2 separate regions of the Oryctolagus cuniculus genome follow, and region 1 is linked to region 2. A link is a contact called in public Hi-C data. All regions are on one chromosome and are shown on one strand. Each heading gives the region's core, a stretch centred on a gene start, on an enhancer-like site or on the middle of the called end of the contact. The rest is flanking DNA. Distances are from core to core; before and after follow the strand shown. Region 1 has its middle 37 kb from the start of LGSN. Region 2 holds the start of LOC138843200.

Region 1 (3,078 bases), core at 395-2,894, 200 kb after region 2:
ATTATTTCTTGATAACATGCTTCCCTATTGCCCCAGAAAAATCAACAGCAATATCAATAAATGTAACAGAGACTTACAATTTAAACAGAGCTACCGTAATAATTAAGAATTATTTCTGCCAAAATATCGGTTATCTTCATTGAGAGATCAGGTTTTTCTAATATTTTTATTATTGATTTTTTATGATCTGTAGCGATAATTTCCTTTTATTACATGATCATGTGTTTTCACAGTAACATTTAATTAACTAAGAGATTGAGAAGTCAAAGAAAAGCACATAATAGCTGAGCCATATGTATATTTAGTAATTAGAAGCATTATGGGCACAAAATAATGGAAAGGGACTGAGAGTCGAGGAATACAGGCAGCTTCTAGAAGCTAGAGAATTAAGGAGAAAGATTTTCTTCTGGTCTATCTTGAGCTAATGATCTAGAACGGTAGGACAAGAAATTTGTGTTGTAAGCCAGTATGTTTAAATCAATTTGTTACAGCAGTATAGGAAATTAATATAGACACTAATAGGTAGAATCAGCATTTGCTTTAATAATGTAGTTTCCAAATGCGGCTCTTCTAACATATATTCGTGACACTAAGAGGCCCATTTCACTACTGTAACATGTATGGAAGTGGAATGCAGCTCAGAATTGATATAACCTTATAATTCTGTGGGTTAGATGGCAAAGGAGTGGTAGGGGCATCACCGACTCCTTTGAGAACCTGAAAGCACCATCAGCAAAACTTGCAGAACAGAAAGAAAATGTCACAGAAAATAGTAGAGGTCTGTTAAAAACAATTTTGTTTTGAATTAATTTCAGATGCTTAGAAATAGTAATATGAAGAATTCCCATGTAAGCTTGACTTGGATTCCACAAAGTTAGCATTTTATGATATGTGCTTTATCATTCTTTATCTCTATCTTTATATCTACAAGCTATCTATCATCTGTCATTTCTGTAAAATTTGAGTGTTACAGACATGATGCCTGTTTCTTCAAAATAATACTTCAATGTTTATATTGTAAACATGAGGTGAGCTCTTCCATTTCTACTGCACAGCTCTCAATGTAAGTCAAGTATTGATAAAATATTCCAATCTGAAGACATTCCAGTTTTGTCAACTGTCCCTCTAATGCTCTTAAATAAAGCAAAAGAAATAATTATGGTCAAAATCCAAACCAGGGTTATATGTTGTATTTAAGTGTCTTGTCTCTTTAGTTTTCTTTAACATGAACTATTCTTCAATTTGAAGATTACAGACTAGTTACTTTGTAAGATGTGCCTTAATTTGAGCCATTTCTGCTGTTTCTTCATGATTAGATTAAGGTTATACTTTTTTTTGGCTGTGGGATGGAAAATCTCAGATATCCATTTTCAGTGTAAAATTTTAGGAGTTATCTGATGCTATTTTGTTTTATTACTGACAGTAACTTTGTGGAGTTCAGGTGACATCACCAGGTTCCTCTGTTGTAGTCACCAATTTTCTCCTTTGGTGATTAAGATGTACCAAGCAGGAAGAAATTTTGTGCTTATTTAAATGCCCTTTCTATCATCATAATTTCTCAATAGAGCATTCATACTGTAGGAACAAAATGGTTGTGGAGAGGATGTATGGGAGGTGGGTGAGTCACACAAGACAAGCTGCAAACATGACACTTTAGAAGTGGGAGTCAAAAGTGTGCCATCCAGTTTTACATAACTGCAAGTCAGTGCAGAGCCTTGTGCCGATGGCTTGGTTCTTTGGCAGATTATTTGACATGTTGCATCACCAGTGCCATTGATGGAACAGAGAATAGTATTTTACGGAAAAAAAAATGAAAACATGTGCATTGGTGATATCTGAGACTGAAAGTAAAGGTTAGCCTTGAATATGAAAAAAAATTGCAAGTAAAAACAAATAATTTATATGCTTTATGTTTTCCTTTTGGTGTTTGCACAAAAATGATGTACAATAAATTCTGTGTATAATTAAGTCCAAAAGAACTCTCAATAATTATAAATAAATACTTTCATTGTTAAGAAAACTTTATGTAATAGTTTATAGATTTTTTAAAAAATTTCTTGGGCCGGCGCCGCAGCTCACTAGGCTAATCCTCCGCCTAGCGGTGCCGGCACACCGGGTTCTAGTCCCGGTCGGGGCGCCGGATTCTGTCCCAGTTGCCCCTCTTCCAGGCCAGCTCTCTGCTGTGGCCAGGGAGTGCAGTGGAGGATGGCCCAGGTGCTTGGGCCCTGCACCCCATGGGAGACCAGGAAAAGCACCTGGCTCCTGGCTCCTGCCATCGGATCAGTGCGGTGCGCCGGCCGCAGCGCGCCGGCCGCGGCGGCCATTGGAGGGTGAACCAACGGCAAAGAAAGACCTTTCTCTCTGTCTCTCTCTCTCACTATCCACCCTGCCTGTCAAAAAAAAAAATTCTTATTAGTACAGAATGACATGTTTTATACTTATATTATCTTAGATTCCATATGGTAGCAACTTTGACCTTATAGGATAAGGATTTTCTTGATCTTGTCTTGATTATTTTATTCTTTACTGTTGTTCCCTTTTTTAAAAAAAATTTTAAATTTTTTTATTTTTATTTATTAGGCAGAGTTAGTGAGAGAGAGAGACAGAGAGAAAGGTCTTCCTTCTGTTGGTTCACCAAATGGCCACACTACGGCTGAAGCTACACTGATCCGAAGCCAGGAGCCAGGCGTTTCTTCCTGGTCTCCCATGCGGGTGCCGAGGCCCAAGCACCTGGGCCATCCTCCTGGTCCACTGCCTTCCCGGGCCACAGCAGAGAGCTGGACTCGAAGAGGAGCAACTAGGACTAGAACCCAGTGCCCATATGGGATGCCGGTGCCGCAGGCAGAGGATTAACCAAGTGAGCCATGGTGCCGGCCCCTGTTGTTCCCTTTTAACTTATATTCTTATACTTCCTAAAAGAAACTCAAATGAAAACAATGTATGATGTATCATCAACACAATGAGTACTAACCAAAACTCTGAAATAGGAGAATTATCTGCTATTCTCAACCTGAATTTACAAAGTCACCAGGGTGGCATCTAACCATTTTTCACATCTCTGTTCCTATCATTCATTTC
Region 2 (3,449 bases), core at 944-3,443:
ACATGTTTATCTCAAATCTTAAACATTACTCCTAAGAATATAATGTGTTTCCCGCCCCTCCTCCAAGTCGTTTGTACAGCTTTTAGGCTTTATCACAATATTCTGATTCCAGATCCTGTCTTTTTAATCCCTTGAAAAGTGATTTCACACCATTTACTCCCAATTTAACAGCTTAAATTTCTTTTGGCTACAGCTAAAGCTGCCATATCCGTTCATGTAAGCAGTTTCATAAAGCAGCCTTGGAAAGCAATGTAAAAAGACTGCCTAGAAGAGATATTTTTACTGAGTGGAGCCACCTAGCGGCTGGGGGGATACTTCTATTAAAACAGTGGTGACTACTGACATCTTTCTGTTCAGCCCAAGGCATTCCCACACAGGAAAAACTGTCCATGCCAGAGTTCAGAAATACAAAAGGATTTTCCTTCTCCCACAAGTCCGTTGGCTATAAACACAGTAAGATACAGTGGAGGGGGGGGGGGGGATCAGTATCTGCAGAAACTGGAGGCTTGCAGTGTCAAGTCAATTAATCTAATTTGTATAACCAACCATTTTTTGGTGTTCCACACACTAACTGCAGCCTCACTAATACCTTTAATAAAGCATGTGTATAATGTTGCTTGCTCTTGGGAATGATCTACCTTTCTGGTTTTCAGCTGATTTACTGTCATCAACATTCCTATAAAAACGCGTCTTAGGAAGTAATTATTGCCTCTGATTCTGGATCTCAAGCAGGCCGAGGGTTCCAACTACCGTGTAAATAACAACTTAATACTCTTGGAATGGTACAGTGTTCCACGAACAGAAGATAGTCCTCAGAATTCTGGCTCCGGTAGGTTACCGTTGCCACAGCCAACAGGAGGCAACAACACATTACACCGAGGATTTCAACAGCGGCTCTAAATAGTACCCGATTTTACAAGGCGCCTTCCAGGACCCTTCCAACATTGGCAGGGAAACTGCACGCTGGTGCCCGGGCGGGGACTCCGCTTCGGTGTCCCCGTGGCCCTGGCAGTCTCCAAGGCGCTCACACACAGCCCACCCCTCGCGACCGGCCCAGACAAGGGACAAGCCTCGACTTGTTCCCATTCTCCAGAGCCCGGGGTGGGGCGTTCCGCCCGGAACGGCTCGCATTACCAGGTGGAGACTGCGGGACGAGAGCGGAGCGGGGCGGGGCGCCGCGGACCTCACCTGGCGGAGTCCCGCTCCGGCCGGGGCAGGGCGGCAGCTCGCGGGATGCCCCCGGATGGCTCACGCGGCAGCGTGCGCCCGGGCCCGCCCGCGGCGCCCCCTGTCCGCGCCGCAATCACGGGTTCGCGCCGCGCCTTCAGTCAGGCGCGGGCGCCGAGGCCATTTTGTCTGAGGCCCCGGAGCCGGCTGCGGAGCGCAGGGGGTGGTGGCACTAGGTTCCCGTCCCGCGACGGCCCCGAGCTCCGAGAGCTCCGGGCCGAGACCGTTAACGAGCCGCGCGGGGCCGCCCCGCCTACCCAACGCCGGCCCGGATCTAGTGGCGACCCCGCCGTCACCGCGCCCTCCCCGGATCCGACTCCGCAGTGACACGCGCAGCCCTCGCCCCACCCCGGGCCACGTCTCCCGCTCCCCAGTGCGGCCCCTCTCCCTTTGGCCGAACAAAGGGACCCCCGGGACGCCACGCAGCCCGCCGGACCCGGACGGGGTGCGCCGGACCCGAGGGCCCAAGGGCGGGGGCGGCGGTCACAAAGCGGCTTTTGTGCCGCCCCGCCCGGCCCGCTGCGGCGGCCGAAACCGCCCCCGCCTGCCGCGCAGGCCCGGCCACACCGCCCGGGACTCGGTAGGGACGTGGAAGCCGGTGCCTCCGGCGACCAACCGCCGCCGCCGCCGGCGTCTGCCTCCCCACCGCCGGCCACGGCCCGCCCGCTGCCGCCGGGACCCACCGGAACCGCGGTCCAGGGTGGCGGGGAGCAGAGGCCGGGCTCCGAACAAAGGCGGCGGCGGAGACCGGGTGTGCGTGCGTGTGTGTGGGGATGGGGGGGGGGGGGGTCGCGGATTCCCAGCTCGAAAAGCGGCGGCAGCACGGCTACTCACAGGAATATGTTTACTCATTGAAGATTGTGGCCTAATCATACAGCCGGTCCCGAGGCGGCGGCGACACAGGCGGCAGCGGCGGATGCAGGGCAGGGGGCGGAGGTGGTCGTCGTGGGGCGGCGGCAGCGATGCAGGCGGCGGCGGGGGCACCACACTCTACCATGCAGTGAGCGGCTCGGAGGAGAGCTCGTCGCCGAGCCGGCCCGCAGCCGAAGGAGCCAATACGCGCGCCGAGGCGCCCCTGCGTCACAAGCCCCGCTTTATATAGCCTGCGTGACGTCAGCATCCCCGGCCACCAATCGCAGCCGGGGACTCCAGGCCCAGCGCGGACGAGCGGGGGCGGAGGCCCGCCCACCTCCGCCTCCCCCCCTCCAACCTCGCTCGCGGACGTCACCTCCCGGCGGCCGCTGCCGGTGCGAACCGGTTGATGAATGGCGAAGCGTCGCTGCCGGAGCATCCCGGGGGCGGGGGCGGGTCGGGGTTGGGGGAAACGGGGCTCGCCTGGAGCCTGGAGTAGAGGAGGGGCAGGAGCTGTAGGAGATTCCTCCGGGCTATCGGCTGGGAGGAGTCTGGCCGAAAACCCTGTTTCTCCTGATTAAAGCCACCTAGGCGCGCGAGCACGCATGTCACATGGGGCGCCTTGAAGTTTGCCCCAAACTTCACATGCGGGCTCTCGCGGCCGCACTGGCGTCTCAGCCCCGACCCTGCTTCTGCCTTCGGTCACAACCACGGCCATCCTTGCCGGCGGTTTACCTTGGCACCTGCACCCCTTGAATCTCCGTCATCAGATAATATTTATGTCGCACAACCGCTGTAGCCGGTGACTCAACACCTAGCATGCCACGGCCCTAGACTCGGATCAGTTCTCGTCGCCGGCGGCACTTTTACGTGGGGAGGAACTTATCTTGGTAAAACTCTTTCTCTAGATTTTATTATTATTATTTATTTTTGTGGATGCAGATGGAGCCCTGTGCTCCCTAGAGCCTAGAGGCTTTTTTTTTTTTTTTTTTTTTGGTCACGCCTCCATACTACATACGCGGGCAACTGCAGTTGGCTCAATTGGGGCATTTCGAAAACACATACATCCTTTGTACTGCTTCACTTTGACGTGCCACAGATAATGAAAGGTTAGACGCTGCTAAAAGGGAGCGCTTTTTGAAAAATGAAGAGTCTGGTTTTCTGTCAAGGATTGAGGTAATTCTGTGCGTCAAAGCCGAAGCTTCCCTTTTTGTTCGTTTTCAGTACTGTGGTTCCACCATCTTCATCGTCCAGGCCCCTAAGAAGTAGAGCTTTATCGCCATTGTTCTGGGCTATACAAGGGCACCTCTGTCATTTATAATCTGAAAACCCTCGCTCCTCAGCTTTCTGCAAGGAGTAAACAGGACCTT

What was found. Hi-C and Micro-C count contacts between places; a contact is called where the count stands out from the background.
Region 1: a Hi-C map of psoas muscle shows a contact between it and region 2, with 2.6 times the contacts expected there. The contact joins the enhancer-like site here to the promoter of LOC138843200 in region 2. A contact is called at or near these places in 4 of 6 Hi-C or Micro-C datasets (embryonic fibroblasts, psoas muscle, skin fibroblasts and 1 more).

What each region holds. Positions count from the first base shown.
Region 1 is chr5:109,355,132-109,358,209 of mOryCun1.1, forward strand. No RefSeq gene overlaps it. Among named protein-coding and RNA genes, the nearest start is that of LGSN, 37 kb to the right of the region's middle. Within about 2 kb of position 1,645, at least 2 of the 8 cell types and tissues checked have an H3K27ac peak or open chromatin away from gene starts, as enhancers often do.
Region 2 is chr5:109,156,957-109,160,405 of mOryCun1.1, forward strand. It overlaps LOC138843200, which reads right to left and starts at 2,194. Exons shown (of 2, transcript XM_070074656.1): 1 at 2,062-2,194. The coding sequence starts at 2,100.